Regions from separate parts of the Sus scrofa genome. Here region 2 is linked to region 1. The links are chromatin contacts, called in public HiChIP or PLAC-seq maps. All regions are on one chromosome and are shown on one strand. The core of a region is the stretch at or near the end of the contact, and the rest is flanking DNA. Distances in the headings are between cores, read along the strand shown. Region 1 has its middle 130 kb from the start of DUSP4. Region 2 holds the start of DUSP4 (dual specificity protein phosphatase 4).

Evidence for each region. HiChIP or PLAC-seq counts read pairs in DNA pulled down with a chosen protein or histone mark.
Region 2: an H3K27ac HiChIP or PLAC-seq map of skeletal muscle shows a contact between it and region 1, with 4 times the contacts expected there. The contact joins the promoter of DUSP4 here to the enhancer-like site in region 1. A contact is called at or near these places in 6 of 47 Hi-C or Micro-C datasets (alveolar macrophages, blood, embryonic fibroblasts and 2 more) and 2 of 2 datasets of contacts at active chromatin or transcription factors (alveolar macrophages and skeletal muscle).

What each region holds. Positions count from the first base shown.
Region 1 is chr15:55,354,963-55,361,438 of Sscrofa11.1, forward strand. No RefSeq gene overlaps it. Among named protein-coding and RNA genes, the nearest start is that of DUSP4, 130 kb to the right of the region's middle. Within about 2 kb of position 2,774, at least 21 of the 83 cell types and tissues checked have an H3K27ac peak or open chromatin away from gene starts, as enhancers often do. A contact at or near this core is called in liver and skeletal muscle, where this site is marked.
Region 2 is chr15:55,488,091-55,494,566 of Sscrofa11.1, forward strand. It overlaps DUSP4 (dual specificity protein phosphatase 4), which reads left to right and starts at 2,994. Exons shown (of 4, transcript XM_003133392.4): 1 at 2,994-3,867. The coding sequence starts at 3,435.

The DNA.
Region 1 (6,476 bases), core at 1,524-4,023:
CTTCATCAAACTATAAATCAGCCCTATTCTAGTTAAGTATTTCTGGGAGCAAGCATTCCAAACCTCATGGATTCAAACAACAGTCATTTGTTTATCTCTCAAGTCTGTGATTTGGGCAGGGCTTTACAGGAAAGGCTCATATCTGCTTCACACAGTATGAACTAGGGTGTGGGGGGGTGGCTCAACTGGAAAGTTGAAGGATCACTTCCAAGATGCCTTAGTCTCATGCCTGGGAAGTTGGTGCTTATGGTAGGATGGAAGTTCAGGGTTGAGGGCTGGGGGCCTCAGTTCCTCTCCAGGTGGACTTCTACCTAAACTCCTGGATGTACTGGCAGCATGCTCATTCCAAGAATGAGCAATCCTGGAGAACAAAGCTCTTTTATGACCTATCCTCAGAAGTCACATAGTGTTACTTCCACCATACCCTATACATGCAGACAGTCACAAAGGCCTACATCGTCTCAGGAAAAGAGACATAGACCCCACAACTGCAGGGAAGGAATGTCATGGTCACACTGTAAAAGTATGTGGAATTGGACATATTGTAGTGAATGCCTTTGGCAAATATGATCTACCATGATTTACTCCTTGGCCATAACAATTCACATCTATTGGACATACAAAATATACTCAACCCCTCTATAAAAGTCCCCAAATCTTACCCCACTATGGCATCCTCTTGGAAGTCCAGGACCTTTATCTAAATCCAGTTCTGGTGAAGATGAAGCTCCTTGGATCAGTTTCTCTCTGCACAAAGACTTAAGAAGACTTATGAACTGAAAAGATACGTTTTTAGCTTCCCCTTGCCCACTCCCAGCACTTAAACACCTATAATGGGATAGGCATGGGATAACCACTACAGACTCTCATTCAAGAAGAGAAATGGAAACACACAGCATTCTCCGGTCCATAGCAATTCTGAAATCCAGCCAGGCACACGTTACCAGTTCCTTGATTAGGGCTGGGAACTAGTCTGGGAATTGTTCACTGTGGCTTTTGGCTCTGCCTTCAGGATGGTCAGTTCTTTCCTCTCAATCATCCTTTTTCCAAAAAAAAAGTAAACCTCTGCTTGTAGCTGAGACTTTTCCCCAACCTATTTCCTACAAGTAGAAATTTGGGAACCCAAAGACATCTTTTCATTTTGTGCTCTCTGCTACCCCTTTTGGTTTAAGCTGGTGTAGTTCTCTTTTTATAGGTCAGTTTACAAGTCCATACCAGTAGATAAGGGCCACATTCATAAATCTGTTTGAGATGAGTTCTTCTCTACTTTGGACTCCTAGTGAGGCTGGTGTGGACAATGCCTTAAGGTTTGTAGAAGTCCTATTTCTTTAATGAATTGAATTTGTAAAATCTGCCCCTAGGATCCTTACAAAGCCTTTTGTCTGCCTTAAATTTTTTTTTTTTTTTTTTTTTTTAATGGCTGCACCTACAGCATGTGGAAGTTCCTGGGCCAAGGATTGAATCTGAGCCCCAGCTGCAACCTACATCACAGCTGCAGCAACACAGGATCCTTAACCCACTGTGCTTGGGTGGAGATCAAACTGGCACCTCCACAGAGACAAGTTGGATCATTAACCCACTGCATCATAGCAGGAACTCCACATCTTTCTTTCTAATGTCTTAACAAAAAATCTTAGAGACCCACCATGTATCTGATCTTTGTCTAAAATTAATTTCTTAATTTGAGTAAAGTTTACTAACCAGAGAAGTTGAGAATGAGAAAGTTAGCCCAAGCTAAACAGAGGCAGCACATTAAGATATACCACAGGGGTCTAGATACTCATGTTGCAACAGAAGAAAGGGTGGGGGAAAAAATGTAATTGTAATGTATACATGTAAGGATAACCTGACCCCCCTGCTGTACAGTGGGAAAAAAAAAAAAAAAGAGATATACCACAGGGCCAACAAAGCCCTTCTGACATCTGACATCTGACAGAGGCTTACGTTCAAGTTTGATCAGAATTGGCCCAGATCTATACTTGACATTTCTTAGCACAGGTAACAATATCTTCAAAAGTCGTTTCCTCCCACATTTACTAGTGGTTTTGCCACGCCATACCCTCCAGTGCCCTGTTAGGTCATGCCAATAACTTCATTGCTTTCTGTGAAGTGGCTCAGTTCTACAGAAAGCCTAACTTGAGGTTTAACTAATTTATGAGGCAAATGATACTTATCATGTCCCTGGATTAAGGAAGAAAAGAGTTCAGAACCAATGAAAGCATCAAATATAAGTTCATCCACACACCCAAGGCAAAAATGAAAGGGCTAGCCAAGGACCTGATCCCTCTCCCGGCCCTCCCTTATAACAACACCAGGACTTTGTGTCAACACCCTGTGTGCACTGGCTGGATTCTCGTGGTATCTCAGTATTAAGAGCAGCTGTCCTGTGATTTGTTGGTGTCTCCAGGGAGTTGGAGCTGAATTGCTGAACAAACTGCTGCTGATGAGTCTAAGGCCCAGATTTAAAGAGAGAAAGAGACAGAGCTTTCTGAGCTAAATAAATGAACTCCAAGTGGGTCCGCCATTGATCCATAGCCTCAAGGGTTAATAGTTTCAATGTTATGGGAGTTTCTGGCCACAGGGAACACTGCCAAGAAGCATCTCTCTTCCTAACCTAAGCGCCCCCCACTCCCCCGGCCTCATTCTTTTAATACACAACTTCCTCCAGCACTTCCTCTGGCTTGAAGAAGAAGGATGCAAATTTGTCTAACCTCTAAAAAAAAACTTGTGGTATGTGCAGTGAGTGTTTTAGGCAGAAAGAAAGCAAAGAGAGCCGAGGCCGTTTCCGCCCACACGCCTCAGCTCAGCTTCCAGAGAACACCATGTGGGTTGATTGGACCCTCCCAGAGTCTCTTCCAGATGCTGTTGGAACAACGACAACCAAAAAACTTGGGCAGCCATTGTCACAGCCAGATCTGGGCTTGGTCCAGAGGCAGTGGAAGCTCAGACACATGGCCTTTACAGAAGCAGGCAGGTGCCAGGCCTGGGCGCATCCTCCTGCTGGGTGCCACCTCTTTTCTCTGAATCTCTGAGGGACGTCACTCAGGGAGAGGGGACACTTTTGGACCTGCCACATGAAGCTGCGTGGGTGGGAAGCTGAGAAATGACTGATAACACCTGGGCCTGGTAGAGCTACAAGCTTGCTAGTGACTTTTGTCAGGGGCAGAAACCAAAAACCATCCCACTGGCTCCAGGTCTTCGGTGAGAAAGGAAATCATTCCCAGCATCTTTTATAGCGCACTGGGCTATTTTGCTGATGGTAACTAGAGGCCTGGAGGTCAGAAAACACCATAATTACTGCTTCTTTCCAGACCCTGAAATGGTCCTCTTTTATTACTTAAATTTATTAAGAATGAACCATCTGGTTCCACTGTAAGGAATTTTTTTTTTTTTAAGTTTGGAAACTTCTGGAACTTTTTTACCCCCAAAATATTTTTCTTTAGAGAAAATTGTTGACAGAGTTCCTATCTTGGTGCAGCAGAAACGAATCCAACTAGGAACCACAAGGTTGCTGGTTCAATACCTGGCCTCACTCATTGGGTTTAGGATCTGGCGTTGCCATGAGCTGTGGTATAGGTCGCAGATACAGCTTGGATCTGGTGTTGCTGTGGCTGTGGCTGGCAGCAATAGTTCCGATTAGACCCCTAGCCAGGGAACCTCTATATGCCTCGGGTGTGGCCCTATAAAGATAAAAGACAAATATATATATATATATATATATATATATATATATATATTTATATTTATATTTATATTTATATCAGATATATATATATATATATCTGACCCACTGTAAGCCATTTGACTTCAGCCCAACTGGTTAAGACAGAATTTTCCTCCTGCCTTCTCGCCCACCCTGGGTGGCAGCTTGCCCAAGTGAGGCCACCCTGTGGGAAAAGCTGTGGCTGAGGGGACCAGGGCAGTTCCGGATGTCCTTCCAGGAAGGAATGTGACCAGCTGTACCTCAGTCTCTTGTCTGGGGACCCCCTGTATCAGCATCACTAGAGAGCTGTGAAAATGCAGATTCCTGGGCCCCATCCCACACCAAGTCAATTGGACTGTCTGGGAGAGGCATCTCAGAACCTTTATTGCAAACAAGCTCTTTAGGTATTTCTTACACAAATTTGAGTTTGTGAACTCCTCTGTCACAACTTTAGGAATCCACAAATGCTTGTCAAATGAATAAAAACTAACTAATGCCTGCTAAGGTATTAACCCATCCCTCCCAACAAAAAGTGGCATCTTTTTTAAAACCCTTGAAGATTCCAAAACTAAAGTTAAAGCGGCAGAACCTTGGGTGTGAATTTTCAAGGTGGCAGCTCCATCCATGTCCCCTCAAGTTGCCACGTAAGCTCTCCCCTCGTTGGCCCACAATCCCCTGGAGAGAGACACTGCTGGCACTGGGGGGGCGACAGTTTTCTCATCATGTACCAGGCGCCCATCACACACTTTACAAATACCATGTACAATTTCACATCAAAGTGCCAGGTACAATCCCCAATTTCCAGACAGGGAAACTGGGGCTCAGAAGGGTTAAAGAATTTACAGTCATTTGTATGTCAACTATTGTCAAGGCACGATTGAAACCCAGTCATTCAGGTCATATGACATCCACTAAAATCAACTTCATAAATCCCAGAGGGCATTAGAAAAGCATGAACCATCAGGACAAGGACCTTCAGACTTATCTGATCCAGCCTCCTCATATACAGGTGACAGGCAATACAATGTAAAGCTGAGCTTCCCTGATGTGTTTTGCCTGGCCTTCATAGTTTTTAAGAAACTCGAATTAGTCAACATGTAAAATTCTGGAGATTTTGCATTACAACCCAGACATTTCCTCTCCTGAAAGCAGATTTGATGATCCTGGGCCCCATTCCTGGGTCAGGAAATGGTTAACTGTACAGGTTTCAGAATCTACAGACCAGAGTTTGAGTGTTGACTCTAGGCCTTATTGGCTGTGTGACCTTGGGTAAGTCACTTAACATTTCTGAGTCTCTTTCCCGCAACTGTAAAATAGAATATCAACCCCACAAGTTGTTGTGAACGTGAAATGAGATACATGCTCACTGCTTATGCTTAAGTATTTGTGCTTAATAAATATTAGTCAGTATAAGCTCAGAGAGGGCAGGCCTTGACCACCACAACACACCTAGTACATGACAGAGCAAGACTCACACCCAGATTCTGAATTCTAATATCTAATTGCTCCCACTGCATCATCCTACTATCCACCCCCTGATGCCACCACTCCCCATGAAATACCCATGTCATTCACAGGCAATGAGAAAACCTAGTTTTCCAACTGTGGTACACAGCACTAGTCAGATACATTGTTTTAACTCAAGAGACAAAATGGTCAGAGCATCATGATCCAGATTATAGTCTCAACTGGCTTGTTGACCCTTAGGTCACTTATCCTCCTTGGGCCTCAGTTTACCCATCTGTAAGATGGGTAATACCTGTGTTATGGGCTAAATTGTATCCCCCTAAAATCCTTATGTGGAAGTCCCTACCCCCAGTACTTCAGCATGGGAGCACATTTGGGATACAGTCTTTAAAGAAGTAATTGAGTTTAAATGCGACCATCAGGACTAGAACACCCTCTGCCTTGGATGTGACTGGAAAGAGAGGCTAGATTGGTCAACTCTCCTTCCAGCTACCACCTCCATATTTGCACTTGTCATTACATTAAGACCTTTCTTCACTTCAACATCTTTCTTAACATGCCTCAATCTCTAAAATACCAGTTTGGTCACTGGGGTATCCTTTAAGAGTACTTCTTAATAACATCTAAGGGGCTCCTTGGACCCACCAGTAAAATATCTCTTAAAGTGGAATAGATTACTCATAGGACAGAATCACAGCTTTCACCCAATCGGCATGCTAATATTACTAATTCTTGGATATCTCCTTCTCCAGAGTTGACAGCCCTTACCTATTCTTGGTGTTGCCTCAATGGTCTTGTAATTCATAGGCTTCTCATTTGATCTTTTGAAGCTTATCTGAACCTCCAGCCTATGAAAGGAAAAGACTATTCATATTTTTTCTTAGCATCACTGTGAATCCTTACCTGTATCTATCCAATTGTTCAAGGCAGATGGATAGTCATTCGGCACAAAAATACTCTACTATACTCTCAAAAAGCAACAGACGTTGACCCCTCTTGTTTCTGAGAACAGCACACCCGTTCACTGACTGTAGAATAACCCTGTGACTCAATATTACCATAGTGTGATGTCGTTTTGTGCTATTTTGAAAAATCAAAAGACTTCTTTCGAAACAACAAAAAAAGCAATAGACGTCTCTTCTGTGCTATAGAACTGCTCTGTCAACCACATGTGGCTTGTGAGCCGCTGAAATGTGGCTCGTCTAAATTAAGATGTACTCTAAGTATGAAATACACAACAGATTTTAAAGACTTGGTAGGAATAATAAGAATGTAAAATATCCCATTAATTTTTATATTGATTCTA
Region 2 (6,476 bases), core at 1,744-4,243, 130 kb after region 1:
CTGGATAAATACAAAATGTAAATCTCGTTGTCTGAAATTCACACATCCGACAGCTAATTCCTGAACTGAAGGGAGAGTCTGTTTGATTTTTTTGTTTTTTTGGTTTTTTCGTTTGTTTTCTTTCAGTCTCCCTCAAAAAAAAAAAAAAAAAAAACAAACAAAAACAAAAAACCAGGCATTGGCATTCCTCAAGCAAGCGGCTCTGGGCTAAAATACATGAAGTAGATGCAGAGGCCCCCCTCCAGGGTCCGGGCGCGCAGGCGCGCACACGTGGACACACACACACTCACACGCGCCCGCCCACGCGCCCTTCCGTGTGAATCGCCTGCGGGATTTACGGGCTTCGCCACCACGGATTACTGTCAGGTGCAGAAAGCAATTCTTTGTTCGGTGGGCATTTTCCTTCCCCGGGATTCGACTGTTATTTACCGGCCACGTGAGAGCTGGGCGGGGGTGGGGGGGGTGGAGGCGCCCCAGGCACAGGGGAGACAAAGGCTAGCGGAGCGCGGCAGAGGCGGCTCAGGAAAGGCTCCTGCTCCTGCGACACGTGCGGAGTTGGCCCGAACCTGCCTCCAACTGAGAAGCTCAAGAATGTCCAGTCCAAGCCCTTGTAAAGGCATCGGCGTTTTTCTGGAAGCGGGCCTGGCAACGACCTGATTCCGAGGCTGCCGGGAGAGCGACCGGGAAAAGCCGAGGACGGGCCGGACGTGGGGACTCCTTGAAAAGGGCGCGCCCCTGGTGTACCAGGGAGAGCGAATTTACGCGGAGCCTCACAACCGTGTCTGCACGTGAGAAGCGGGACAGAGGCCCTTGTTGCCCTCGGAGGGAGTACAGACCCTTCCCCGCGAGCCTTTGACCATTGACCTCCCGTCTGCACTGCCCGCGGCCTCGGTCTGTCTGCGGTGGTGACTGTCCTCTAGGCCCTAGGAGACAAGAGTGAGCAGAATGTCAGGGGTACCCAGAAGTCAGTGGTGAAAATAAATATCTTAATGTAGTGTTTATTTTTTAAAGTTTTATTGCAGTGTAGTTGATTTATAAGGTTGTGATAATTTCTGCTGTACAACAAAGTGATTCAGCCATACTCATTCACATATCCATTCTCTTTCAGATTCTTCTCCCACACAGGTTACCATAGAATACTGGGTAGGGTTCTCTGTGCTATACAGCAGGTCCGGTTAGCCCATCATTCCATAAACCTCAGTGTGCATACGCCAGTCCCAAGCCTCCAGTCCAAATGTAGTGCTTTTTAAAAAAAACATTCGAAATTAGTGCCCCCTCCCCCCTATATGTGATGAACAAAATAGTAAATTCTACATAGATCAGTACATGGCGGAGGCATTTCGGAGCCTGGGGTAAAAGGATTCCTCACGGGTGAGCTGCACCCCTCACAGCGCACTAAGCTTGGGCCTGGTGTCTGGATCCCCAGCGCAGTGGGAGGTCGTAGGCCTTGGAAGTAGAGGCCGCCGCCGAGGCCGCCCTGCGGAGCGGAGGGGTGGCCCTGGGGGCCGGAGGTGACAGGTCCAGAGAGCCGCCCGGCGGGGAACAAAGGCAGAGCGGAAGGCCGAGTCCGGGGAGGGAGAAACCCCGCGGGTTCGGCGGCCCTGGCTGCCTCGGTCGACCAGAAGAGGAAGACTCGACCCCTTTGTCCCCGAGGCCTCCAGCGAGTCCTAGAATTCCCTGCTTGGTGGTTAATTCTCACTAACAAGACTTGGCAAGATGTCGGGCGAATAATTTTTGCCTTGTGTTGTGTCCTCACTGCGGCGACCAAACACCCCTCTGCCAAAAGCGGCCTCCGGGAAATTAAATGCATAAGTAAAAGCGGGGGAGCGAGAAAAATGCGACATGACCTGGAAAGAAGGATGCAAAAGAAAAAAAGAAGAAAAAAAAACTGACTCGGCCCTGGAGCGTGTTAAATTCTTTACGTGTCATTTTCTCTGGGTCTTCGCACCAGATGTGGACCCTAAGTGTCATTTCCTGAGAAGACAATCACACGTGTACAAGGTGGGGTGAGGATTTTTCCAAAAGCCAAAAACATCTCCCTCCACCCCCACCCCCACAGGGTTAAATAAACCTCTTTAGGAAGCGTGGAAGGGAGTGGCACTCCCGCCTTCCTCCTTGGGAACAACATTCCGGATTCAATTAATGCCTCCCTCCGGATCGTAAAGCAACAAACTCAACACCTCACTTCTATTACTGGCCTTCGGGCCGGGAAGGCTTTCTCTTTCATCTTCTGAGTTTGGGGTTGCCCACGTTTCTCGGGAAGCTGTAAAGCTGATTTAATGGCTTAAGATGAAAATCGATCAGGCTGAGGCAGAAGCTAAAGTCTGAGGAATCACAATTGAAAAAACGTCTGGCCGGTCGAACGCACTTCGTAAACATGGGGCGAGGAGAGGCAGGCCGGGCCGGCTGGACGTTGGTGCAGCGTTCTTCTGTCCACTTGGGTAGGTGGGGGACACCTGCGAGGCTGCTTGGGGGGGCAGCACGGAGGTAAAGAGGGATGAAACCTCAAGACCGAGCCCAAGCCTCCGCTAGGCGGGCTTCTGGGCTGGCGATTTCTTTCTGCCGATAGCCGCTACCGCCGCAGCGGGGTGGGGTGGCCGTACCGCGACTCGGGTCAGGCTGTACGCGCGCTGCGGAGGCCGGGGAAAGGCGCCGCGGCGCTCCATTCACAAAGTCCAAGCTCTGCAGCTCGCTAGCGGGTCGGAGGCCTCCTCCCTCTTCCTCTAGGTCTAGGTTTTATGAATGGGCCTGGCGGCGAGCTCAGCGCTCCCTGTTTACTCCGCTCTTTGTGACGTCTCTTCCCCGTGACTGGGCGCAAGCTGCCGACACTCCATTCACGCGCTGGGGCGGGCAGAGAGGGAGGGGCCAGCCGGGAGGGGGGGAACTGGAGGGGGCGGGCAGCTAGGGCTAGGGGCGGGGTAGGGCTCTGGGCCCAGAATGGAAAGAGGCGGGGCCTCCCGAGGTAGTAATGAATCTGCCCCCTCCCGGGGGAGAGCAGAGGAGCCTTAATAAATCTATAAGCCGAGGAGAGGAAACTCTGGCTGGGGCAGAACGCTGAGCTCCGGCTGCTGTGGGGGAACGGCGAGCAGAACGGCAGGCGGCAGGAGCAGCACAGCAGGCAAAATACAATAGAGGAGACTACAGAAGAGAGCCCTTGGCCCTCTCTCGTAAACACACTCCCCTCCATCGCTACCTTTCCCTGGGCACCGTGCTGCCTGGCGCCCGAGGCCGCTCGGACTGCTATGTAACCGCGAGGCTGCAGGAGGAAGGGGACCGGGGAGAAGAGGTTCGCCCGTGGGAGCCTCAGGGGGCCAAGTTTGAAGCCACTTCTGCTCGCGCCTTCCCTTAGCCCCAGCCTGCCCCTTCCTGCAGCCCAGCTGGCCCAGGCGTCCTTCGCCTCCTCTTGTGCTCAGCAGCCGAGATTGCCGGCGACTATGGTGACCGTAGAGGAGCTGCGGGAGATGGACTGCAGCGTGCTCAAAAGGCTGATGAACCGGGATGAGAACGGCGGTGGCGCAGCCGGCAGCGGCAGCCACGGCGCTCTGGGGCTGCTGAGCGGCAGCAAGTGCCTGCTGCTGGACTGCAGACCATTCTTAGCGCACAGCGCTGGTTACATCCGAGGCTCGGTCAACGTGCGCTGCAACACCATCGTGCGGCGGCGGGCCAAGGGCTCGGTAAGCCTGGAGCAGATCCTGCCCGCGGAGGAGGAGGTCCGCGCCCGCCTGCGCTCCGGCCTCTACTCCGCGGTCATCGTCTACGACGAGCGCAGCCCGCGCGCCGAGAGCCTCCGCGAAGACAGCACGGTGTCTCTGGTGGTTCAGGCGCTGCGCCGCAACGCAGAGCGCACCGATATCTGCCTGCTCAAAGGTAAACGCGGGCGCTGGGCGCGAGCTGGAGGGTCAGTGCGGCTGAACAGTCCGTGCGGCTGGACTCGGCCTCCTGCGCCTTAGTGGGCAGAAGTGCCCAGAGGGAGTCGCAGCTGCGGGATGGGATCCCCGCGCACTCCTTTGTGCGTATTGGTGTCTGCACGAGTGTGCAAGGATTCTGTGCGTTTGTGTGCCAGCGCGAGTTCCTGAAGTCCTCCGAGGCGATGGGGCGCAATGCCTCCGTCACCTGCAATTCCGAACCCTTTCGGGCGTTTCTGAGTTTGTTTACTTCGACTAACGGTCTGGCCTTGCGAGTGAGGCTATCCAGCTGCGTTGCCCACCTTCGAATCCAGGGAAGTGCTCCCAAGTGCCACCGTGCGGGGATGGAGGACAGATTAGGCCTGTTGATTTGGAGTGCCGGGGCCCTGCGCTGAGTCCAACCCGAGATCCCAAGAGGTGGGGAAAGCGGTGAAGGAGGGTGAACACCGGAGTGGAATCGGCCCTGCGGGTCCTGCTGGAAACCAGCCCTTAATAAGTGCAGTAACAAGGCTGGGGTTATGGGCATGGTGTAGAGCGATCTGTATCTACTCTTCTGTTGCCCCACTCCGAGCTCCACCTGGAAGGTGGCCAACCTCTCCAGCTTCGGGGTAGAGCAGGCTCTGGGAGCGGAAGGCGGGAGGTCCGAGCATAGAGCGGACGCTTGGTGGGATCCGGCCTCTTAAATTGAGGTAGCAAAGTACGACCTTTTGTTCAGACCCGACTCTCAGACGGCGGCGCGTGCTTAAGTGCGAAACCCTTGGAGAGGGGAGGTCTCGTCAAACCAGCCAGTCGGAAACCCGAAAGGGCCGAGGGCTACCCAAATAACTGGAGGGCCGGGGCGCCGGCCGCACCTGCCAGAAGGTGTCGGGCGTCGGGGAGCAGGCAGGGCATGTGGGGTAAGGGCGCCCCTGGCCAAGCTGCGCCCCTTCCTCCCGCGCCGCATTCCGCGCATTCCTTCGCCCTCGGAGGGTCTTCTACTCTGAAGCCTAGAGGCGTTTCGGACCCCGGCCATCAAAGAGCCGCCCCTTTCCCTGCTGGTGCCCCTGGCCCCCTCCCTGCTGTCCTTTCCTCTCCGGACCCGCACGCCCGAGAGGAAGGGAGATGGGGCGGGAGGTGCGGCGGAAACCTCTCCCCACCGCCCCTTCCAAAAAGCACAACAACGCGGCTCAGTGCCGACCCGCTGGGCTTGCCCCCGTGAACAGCGGGGGGCTTTGTTCTCGGCAGTTGTTTCCTGGCCATTTGACCTGTCAGCTGCTGGGGAAATGCTGCTGTTGACCTTTGGTTGAACTATTAAGGCGATTTTGCTGATTTTTCTTTCTCTGCGAGGGCGGCCTTTGGCACCTCCGTTTGAGCCCAACCCTCTTCCCTTCTCCAAGCGCTTTAAGAGAAAGTGCCAGGAAGGGCCGTGCACCGGAAGGACCGGCCGCAAAGCTGGGCGAGCAGAGCTCTGGGGCATGGGGGCCCCTCCTCCCCGGTGCTGAGCTGTACCTGGAGCCCTGCAGCCCCGGACAGGGTAGAGTGCCGGGTCGAACATGCCACCTGCCCTCCCTTGGCTGGTGCTGGCGCCCGTGAGGAGGCGGAGATAAATTTCTCTGGGACAAAAGTCCCTCCGAATGGCAGGGGAGGGGCCAGGGTGTTCCCGTGCCACGTTGCCCTCGATCGCTCCTGATTTGGAGCCCAATCGCGCGCCTGCCTTTGTAGTCCATGAACCCCGAACCCTTCCCGAGGTAGGGCAGACGCACGTGGAGTCCGGTCGTTTTGTTTTGTTTTTCTTCCTGGAAGAAATCCGGAGAGGACAGCCCTAGGGTTTCCGGGCGCGCAGACACTCAGGCCACTCTCCCGGGGAGGGAGGCAGAATTTTAAGGATTCCTCCTCGGGATTGCAGCACCTCCCTGGTTGCCCCGAACCCCGCCGGAGGAGAGCCGGCAGCCAGAAGGGTTTCGGGGCCTCCCGGCGTACGCGCCGTCCGGCGCGAGGCAGTTGCAAATGTGACGACCGGGTAGGACCGGTAGCCTCTTGGTAAAACGACAGTCCCCTGGCTGCTGGCGAGGTGCCCGGCCAACGGAAGGCAGTGTTTTAAGGGCTGCTTCCTTCCGAGGCCTGCACTGCCTCCTGTTGTCTGACCTGATGCGGGCAGTGAGGATGGTTCTCTGCCTTTCAAAGTCCACATCTTCTTGAGAGGGAGAGGGTCCAGGCCTGGGCTACGGGTCGAACCTTTCTCTCTTCAAGAACAAGCCCCTCAGGAATAGCCAGGAGAGATTCAGCTTGATCTTTCTAAGCAAAGGGAGCCTCCGTTTGTAAGCAGCCGCCTAAAATTCACAGAGGTGGGGCGGCGCGCGCGCGCGCGCGCGGGGTGCGGGGGGGTGGCCTTCCAGCTAGTTCTGCTGTGGTGGTGGAACATCCCTGAGGTTAACTGGGTCGTATTCTGTTCAACTTAGCTTATTTTCAGTTATGGGGCTAAGCAGAGATGGTCTTAATACAGTTCCTCTTCGCTTTTGCTTCTACAGAAAAGGCATCCCTGGCGAGGGCAGAAAGAAATGGGCAGTGTCTGCCTGCAGCTATGTGTGTTGC